Regions from separate parts of the Mus musculus genome. Here all the other regions are linked to region 3. A link is a contact called in public Hi-C and HiChIP or PLAC-seq data. All regions are on one chromosome and are shown on one strand. The core of a region is the stretch at or near the end of the contact, and the rest is flanking DNA. Distances in the headings are between cores, read along the strand shown. Region 1 has its middle 24 kb from the start of Hif1a. Region 2 overlaps Prkch (protein kinase C, eta). Region 3 has its middle 4.7 kb from the start of Gm8075.

Evidence for each region. A called contact is a pair of places that touch in the nucleus more often than the background predicts. HiChIP or PLAC-seq counts read pairs in DNA pulled down with a chosen protein or histone mark.
Region 1: a contact with region 3 is called in an HNF4G HiChIP or PLAC-seq map of pancreatic cancer cells. The contact joins two enhancer-like sites. A contact is called at or near these places in 2 of 39 promoter capture datasets (neutrophils and second pharyngeal arch cranial neural crest), 14 of 484 Hi-C or Micro-C datasets (the C2C12 cell line, the HPC-7 cell line, bone marrow-derived dendritic cells and 10 more), 4 of 115 datasets of contacts at active chromatin or transcription factors (CD8 T cells, bone marrow-derived dendritic cells, fibro-adipogenic progenitors and 1 more) and 3 of 9 other capture datasets (adipose tissue, liver and pancreatic islet).
Region 2: a Hi-C map of myocytes shows a contact between it and region 3, with 2.3 times the contacts expected there. The contact joins two enhancer-like sites. A contact is called at or near these places in 1 of 39 promoter capture datasets (the 3T3-L1 cell line), 30 of 484 Hi-C or Micro-C datasets (the C2C12 cell line, the G1E-ER4 cell line, MC3T3-E1-derived osteoblasts and 23 more) and 6 of 115 datasets of contacts at active chromatin or transcription factors (CD8 T cells, the HPC-7 cell line, embryonic fibroblasts and 3 more).

Annotation. Positions count from the first base shown.
Region 1 is chr12:73,882,632-73,885,331 of GRCm38.p6, reverse strand. No RefSeq gene overlaps it. Among named protein-coding and RNA genes, the nearest start is that of Hif1a, 24 kb to the left of the region's middle. Within about 2 kb of position 1,396, at least 25 of the 459 cell types and tissues checked have an H3K27ac peak or open chromatin away from gene starts, as enhancers often do. A contact at or near this core is called in pancreatic cancer cells, where this site is marked.
Region 2 is chr12:73,725,115-73,727,814 of GRCm38.p6, reverse strand. All of the region lies in intron 10 of Prkch (protein kinase C, eta), which reads right to left. Among named protein-coding and RNA genes, the nearest start is that of Gm34189, 56 kb to the left of the region's middle. Within about 2 kb of position 1,309, at least 37 of the 459 cell types and tissues checked have an H3K27ac peak or open chromatin away from gene starts, as enhancers often do. A contact at or near this core is called in the C2C12 cell line, adipose-derived mesenchymal stem cells, granulosa cells and 1 more, where this site is marked.
Region 3 is chr12:73,789,602-73,792,301 of GRCm38.p6, reverse strand. No RefSeq gene overlaps it. Among named protein-coding and RNA genes, the nearest start is that of Gm8075, 4.7 kb to the left of the region's middle. Within about 2 kb of position 1,436, at least 107 of the 459 cell types and tissues checked have an H3K27ac peak or open chromatin away from gene starts, as enhancers often do. A contact at or near this core is called in the C2C12 cell line, adipose-derived mesenchymal stem cells, granulosa cells and 2 more, where this site is marked.

The sequences.
Region 1 (2,700 bases), core at 147-2,646, 93 kb before region 3:
GAGGCTGGTAATGGCGCGGCCGGCTTGGACGCAGACGATCTTTCCTGTTTTTTTCTCTGCTCCTCGTAGGTGTCACCGGGAATCACTTCCTAGCTCCAATTCTCAAGTTCTCATGTCAGTTGGCAGTGAGGTGTCCTGGCAAGGGATCAGAGGACAGAAGGACGGGAAAACCTACACAACTCCTCCCTTTGTACCTCGGGCATCGTCTGGAGCTCTGCATGCTCTTCTGCCACTCGCCCCAGCTCTCTCCCAGCGGTCGGTCTTCCTTTAGGCTCCTCCAGGAACTCCTGCTCTTGTGGTCTAGGGACAGGGACTCTGCTTTTCTGTCCCTGCACTCTTGGGGTGTTGCTGACTTCCTGCTGGGGATGGAGTGAGGGCTCCTTGTTAATTCCTGTTTAGACTTTTAGCTCTTCTCTCCCTTGTGCATCATTTGACGCCTTGGTTTTGCCATATTATTTTATACTGTGTATTAAGTGTGTGTGTGTGTGTGTGTGTGTGTGTGTGTGTGTGTGTGTGTGTGTGTGTGTGCGTGGACATGTGTGTATATGCCCCTGCATGTGGAGGCCAGAGGTCCCAGTTGGATATCTTCCTTGATCGTCCTCTCTCTTATTTTTTGAGATAGGGTCTCTCACTGAGAGTCCAGCAGTTCAGCTAGCCTCCATGTCCAAGGAACTCCAGGCTCTCCACTTTCCCATTGTGGAGATTACCGGCATGCACCACTATGCCCAGCTTTGTAATATGTGTTCTGGGGACCTAATCTCAGGTTTTCAAGTTTTCACAACGGGCTCTTTACCAGGTAAGGTATCTCTCCAGGCTATAAACGCTGTTTTAAATACTCGGAGTTTCTCCTGTTTTACTGAGGAACATGGAAAGTGGAATTATTCTGAAATTAGCTGAGAATGGGAAGAAAGTTAGGAGCTGAGAGTTATCAATCCGCAGAGAGCAGGAGTTGCTACGGTCACAATGCTTACTTCTTCCCAGGACAATGTCTTCTATTGTCTGTAGCCTCCAACAGCTGGAGAGGCCTTGGAGTATGTAAACAGTCTTCCCTACCCATTTCATCAGAGTTCACTTAGCACTTGGCACATGGTAGGTGATCAATACTGTTTATCCAGAAGTCAATGTATAAACCCCGTGCACTGTTTTTAGGCGTCATTGATTGGTGGATACATTTTTAGTTGTAAAACTGAGCTTAATCAATGTTAGGAGTGCCTGGTCTGAATCATTGAATACTCATTAACATGTGCAGTTTTATTACCTCCGAGGTTGTTATAAGTAAAAACAAATGAACAGCAATAAGTCTCCTTGGTTGTTAAGTCATTTACTGAGCAGATAAGAATAATGAGAAGTTACCACACTTGTTTATACAACTTCACACGTGGAGGACCTTACGAAGTGAACTGTAGCTGGTATGTTTGTTTAAACGGGTTAACCATCACCCTGAATACCCTTGTCCTGGGTATACAATGAATTGCCCTGGCCATGATCTTCTGTGATAGCCTAAACTGGGACCTATATTGCCATCTGGGCTGTGGTTGAATAAATCAGGCAGTGGGGACAGGGCACAGTGAAGTGTAGATGCTGGCCGTGGCCCAGAGCAGAGTCAGGTGTGTGACCCCGGGAGATAATAGATGATGTGTTTCGATTTGTCACCAGGGAAGGAGTCACAGTGGTCTCCAAGGGCTGCATATGTGTTAGGCACAGACTCTGTGGTGGAGAGGGACTAAAAGAAGCCAACGAAGCTGCTGTGTATCTCCTGTCCTCTCATGACTGAGATTTTCTTCTGTTTCCTACTTCAGAAAGTGGGGGCAGTCATGAGAGAGTAGAGAAAAGTATGTCCCCGAGACCCTACTTTGAGTATCAGGGACACATATTGCTATATTTTAGAAATGCTCTTCTTACAATGTGAGCCTACATGATCTGTCAACAAACTAAAAACAGACATGAAAGGAAAGAGGAATTAAATTAAGGAATTGCTAGCTTCACTCTGTGGAGGCTATCCTTCCTGGTGAGTTGGAACAAATCCTTCTTAATTTCTGTAAAAAAATATATACTTAAAAGGGCATTTGTATTAGACATACTGTATATAACACATTTTTAAAAAAATATTTATTTTGATTTTATGTACATCGTTGTTTTGACTGTATGACACGTCTATGTGATGGTGTCAGATTGCCTGAACTGGGAGTTACAGACAGCTATGAACTGTTATGGTGGTGCTGGGAATTGAACCTATGTCCTCTGGGTCCTCTGGAAGAGCAGCCAGTGCTCTCAACTGCTGAACCATCTCTCCAGCCTCCTGTAATCTACTTTTTAAAAGTAAAAAAAAAAAAAGTGCCACAAATAGTCTTCATGACAAGAAGCAGATGTGTGTTGCATGGTTGTATTAAGGTATTCCATTTCATAAAGCCAACATAATTTATTTAGCTAATCTCCCACTGAAAGCCACTTGGACCCACTCCAGGTTTTCACTTCTGCATGCACACAATGAGCCACCAGCAAATGACTTTTAAAGCAAATATTCAAACACTTGTAATGAGATATTTTGGCACAAAATGTAGGAAAAGTGGACATGAAAGGAGTCCAAGGGAGAGGAATATTTCACAAACCGAGATCGTTCTTGATATAGAGGACAGAGTAACTAGGGAGGGGTGACAGAGGGATGGTGTAGAGAGGGGAAAGTACAAGGGTATGCAATGA
Region 2 (2,700 bases), core at 60-2,559, 64 kb after region 3:
CATGAATTCCATCGTGCCTCCTCCACCATGACGGTCAAAAGCTAACCATGAACTAGACAAATTCTTCCCCTCTCTGAGTTCTTTTTGTGAGGTATTTTGAGAGTGTAATATGAAATGGAACTGACATACTGGGCATGCTCCAGTTTTGGGCTCTACCTGCTATTAGTGGTCTGTGGATTGTCTATCTCATCCTACAGACAAAGCCACCAAGGAGAGGACCCTACCACACTCATTGCAGAGCTAACCCTTCTCACACGGTGCGTGGCACACTGTGTTCCTGACCTGCTCTTGCTGTGACTAGATTTTCCCTTGATGAAATGGAGCCCCAATGGATGCCTCAGAACACCTGATTAACTCATCAATGAGCAGGAAGTTAAAAATTAATCCTATTTTCAGTTTCTGGACATGGGACTACAAACTGCAGACAACCCATCCTGACAGAGCCTCTGCTGTGTGAAGCAATTTGCTGGTTGCATGTTTGAGACCTGAGTTTCCTCACCTGTAAAAACAAAGCTGGCCTTAGGTAATCTTTGGGGTGTAAAAATCCTATTGTTGGGTGTCCTGGATGCAAGAAACACACAGTGACTGGTTGGTTCCTCCAGGGATTGGCAACATGACCAGCTTACCTAACTCTTAAATAAACTATTTATGAGGTACGTCTAATAAAATTTTAAAGTCATCAGATGACTCTGGGATAATGGAGTGCTAACTGTGAGAAAATATGCCTCACTGGTTCCAACTACACATCCCTTAAAAGCCTTAGAACTCACCACTCTTCCTGATACTGGGCATCTACAGTTGCTGTTCTTTCAGCCTAAAAGATACTTTTCTTCTTCCTCACTAGTGACGTGAGCCTAAGAGTTACTTCCTAAGAAGATCTTCCATCTCTCCCTAGCCAGACCCTTCGCCCTGGGGAAATTCTCAACCAGGACACTGCATTTCCCTGCATCCCGGCATTGGACAGACTTGATTGACAACTGCCTCCATCACTGTACTGTGTCCTCCACCAGGGAATATTATTGGTTTTGTTCAACCTTACGTCTGTCCTTGGCTATGAGACGATGGTTACTGAACACAAAGTGGTCTCTAAGGGTTGCTCAGGGGAAGTGAAAAGGCCAAGTGTTTTCTTGTGGGAAAGGGGAGACTGAGTAGAGGCAGTATGTCAGGTAAGTCCACTTAGCTGGAAACCGTGAGTTCTCCATACATTTTTGGAAAAAGAATACGGAACGTTGGTCACTGTCTGGTGACAATGGAGGAGTAGTCTCTGAATGAGCAAAGTCGGGCAAGAAGGGAGTCAGGCTTATGACTAAAAAGTTCTGGGGAGAGCTCAGAGCCAAAATTTCCCATGGAAGTTACTCACACTCTGAGCACCTCTGTGTCTGGTCCTTTCTGAATGACAGATGGCAACAGGTGGCCATCCTTGCTGTGTAGCAAGTGAAGAAGGAACGAAACTGCTTCTCAGTGGAAAGAATGATGCCATTGGAAGAGAAAGTGTTAATTAACAGGGCTACTGAGTTTGACTCTCACCTTTCTTCAAAGAGATTCTTCTGATTGAACACAGAGGAAAAATGCAAATATGGAAATGCAGCCTAAAACAGGTGAGGTAAGACTACAAAACTCCGGGCTCAAATGAGAGATTATCTGGGGAGTTCGCAAGTTGGCTCATAAAAGATGGCGAGGAGAAAGGGAGGCCGGGGAGATGGGAACCAGAGACATTGACCCAGTTTTCCAGAAGGGGAGAACTGCAGAGCAGAATGACTCAGGCATGAAACATCTGCCATAGATCCAACACAGAACTGATTTGCAAGCAAATTCCTAGTGAATCTCTAGCCAAGGAAGCAACGTTCCTCAGAGTGATCTCACCAAGGGTTTGCTAAGCAAAGCCACACCCAACTAAGTTCAGACCACATAAGTATCTGAACCAACCAGGCCCCAATACCCCTGATCCTGCTCTTGAGAAAAGAGGTAAGCAATGTGTGAGAAGTTTATCTTCACAGAGAGTCAGCTGCTGTATTCAGGGTCTAGTTTAACAGAACCGTCCCTATAGGGATAGAGTTAACCTCACTGAACTGTAAGTTTAAGAACGAGTTGGGAATAGCAAGCTCTGTTAGAGTGCTTGTCCTGGGACAGATGTCCACAGTCTTATGAGCTAAAAAAAAAAAAAAAAAAGACAAACAAGGCAGAAGCAAGTTTTTCTGAAGAGATATCAAAGGTGATTTTCAGGAAAGGTCAAAATTTAATACCATACTCTGTGAGTGTAAGAGAAGTCAGCATGCCAGGTCTGACTGTTGGCCTCTGTAGGCTGGTTCACATCTGGAAAATGGGGCAGTGAAGTAACAGCCCTTTAGGAGTGAACACTGATTGCAGTCTGCCAAGGGCTGCAAAAGACTTGATACAATCAGGCTCTCACATGGTAGAATGGGTGTTGAGATATACTCGGTGTTTGAGTGAAACTTGGTCAGCAGGCATCAGGATCTAAATTGCTGTAATTCCTCTTTACCCAATAAATCACAAATACATTCCATACTTGGTTAGAGACATCAAAGCAAGTGTGTAACATAGGGCTGAGTGGTTTGCAGTTGAAATGTTAAGAGATGGCTGAATTCTCCTTTAATACAGTTTATGGAGCATGATAGAAAAAGGTTCCTGTGCTGCTTGCTATATGTGCCCTGTATGCCTTTTTATTTTTCTGGCTTTTCT
Region 3 (2,700 bases), core at 187-2,686:
GAGAAGGGGTTTCTCAAACTTTAGCTGCCAACCCAATTGCTTGGCGGGGTAGGCAAACACAGATTGGCTGGTCCCAGTCGGGAGACACCACCTGAGTAGGTTGGAATGGAGTCTGACAGTTTACATGTCTAATGTTTCTAGGTATGGCTGATGAGGGATGCCGGGTGGGCCACATCTCAACAACCAAAAGTGGATGAGGATGTGTAGTGAGCACAGGCAGGCTGGGGAGAGGAAAAGGTTAAGGGCAGTGGTTCTCAACCTTCCTAACTCTGTGACCCTTTAATACAGTTCCTCCTGCCGTGATGAGCCCCAGCCATAAAAGTATCTTTACTGATACTTCATATCTGTCATTTTGCTACTCTTAAGAATCATAATATCTGTGTTTTCTGGTGGTCTTAGGTGACCCCTGCAAAAGGATCGGTCGACCCCAAAGGGGTCACAATCCACAGGTTGAGAACAGCTGGTTAAGGAGACACTGGTGTCGTCTTTTCAGGGGTTCTCTGTCTCCTCAAATCTGTGCTTGCCTACCCCGCCAAGCAATTGGGTTGGCATCTAAGGTTTGAGAAACCCCCTCTCCCAGTCAGGCTGTGGACTTGACAGAATCCCGACTTTCTCCTAAGCTCCACGAGCTGAGCCAGGAAATCAGAGGGAGACTCGGGAAGGCAGCGGCATCGTCTCTGCGCATGCACCCCTGCCAAGTCACTTGCCTCATGGGCTCTTTGCTTCCTACTCTATGAGGGGAGCAGTCTGAAAAACTTTTAAGCCTCCGAGGTTTGTTCCATCTCTCTCCTCAGACCTTGGACTTCTTAGATGTTTCCTCATAACATATATAAAACGTGGGCTCTGGCCCATAACCGAGGCCAAAGTTAGCGCTTGCAGGGACTTCTTTGGAGTTGGCATTATGAGGAAGTCAGAGTCAGTCCCTCAGCTCGCACTCTTTGTCTTTATGTCCCCTGTTCAGACTGCAGCAGGACAGGTAGAGCAGACCAGCAGTTCCAGGGGAGCACAAACGGCTGCCTCATCACGAGATTAACCTACAAGCTCCTCAGATCTTTCTGGCTCTGCAGGTACAGGGTGGAGTCGCAGTGAACCAAGCGCCGACGTTGCCGTCCCATCCGTGGAGATTTCCACCTACTTTTACTGTTTTGAACTCCAGACAAGAGAGTTACCAGCCACATGATTTTCTATACTAAAAGCTGGAAAATATTTCCAAGAGCCCCAGGTAGAGCCTGGGGCCTAGAGGCCCCTCCTCCCCAGCCCTTATCTACTCCCTTGTGTACTTAGAATATCTGCAAGGAGTCCTCTCTGCATCCCTTCCAGTAAAGCCTGTACGTGGCTGGCACAGGGAACTCTCCCTGGAGAGGAGATGGGTGAGGCGGTGGACACACTTCCTGAAGCCACAAGAAAGAGGAGGCTGCTGATTCATCAGCAGCTGCTTCCTGGACTTACAATGCCGGGCTGCACTGAAGAGTATTTTTCCAAGGTGATGTGAGCTGTTACAACATTCCTGCTGGTCCCCATCGGCCCTTCCTGTAAGTCAAACCAGAAAGTTGCCCAAACCAGCATTCCTGAGCAGCTGAGCACAGGATTCCAGACACAATGTTCCCAGCATGCCTTTAGATCCCTCTTGGAAGCAGGAGTTCATCTCTTTCTGAGCCTCTGCATGTCATCAGCCAGGGCCAGGGGGTTGTTGGGCAGGCCACAAGAGTCATAAGGAAGCGGTATGTGGCATTAAGTCAGCTGGGAAACACAGGCTTTCGCAGATTCCCCTAACAGGAGGGTTGGCTGAGAAAGGAGCAAGCCCCACGTGTCACTAAGATGCTTTTTATGTTCCTACTCTGCCTTGACTCTTGACTGACACAGAAAGCTGCTGTGACCTATACCTGACCTTCTCGGAGCTATGGCACTGGTTTGGAAGTGCCTGTGTTTTATCTAGGTATCTGTGTGTCTCCGTGCAGAGAGTATGCTGTCTCTGTAGGATAGTGGTTTTCATTTAGAATGGAAAACCTCATGGAAGACAGTGAGAAATGTGCAGGGGAGCAAGGACAAATGCCAGATTTTTCCCGTTCAATGATGCCCTACCCCATAAAAAATGAACATTGAAAAAAAAAAACAGACTCATAAAAGCAGTTCTAAGATGCTTTTGTTTTTGAGACATGGTCTCAAGTAGCCCAGGTTAGCCTTGAGCTGACTATGTGGTCAAAGATGCTCTTGAACTTCTGACCATCCTGCCTCCACTCCTGCAGGGCTGGGATTCTAGGCATGCATTTTAACAGCCAGTTTTATACAGTGCTAGGGATCGAACCCAAGGTCTTTGTTCATGCTAGACAAGTAGGCTACACCACAGTTCCTGGTTCTAGGTACATTATTATTTCCTAGCAAAATAAAAAGCTAATGGGAGTGGAGGATTCTGGGAATAAAGCAAGAGATAGGGGCCTGCTCTTAGACACATTACTTGGACTCTACACTACTCTACTATAAAGTGGAAAATGACCTCTTTCATCTCTCTTTCTCCTCTCTCTCTCCCTCTCCTTCTTTCCCTCCCTCCCTCTCCTGTCCTTGATTGATGCTTTTGGTATCTTCAGCCAGAGAAATCCTAAGCTAAGAGGCCCTACTTTGGGAGATGTCAAGAAGACTCATTGGGTAAAGGTGCTTGTTTTCAATCCTGAAGACCTGAGTTCGATACTGTTGTCCACATGG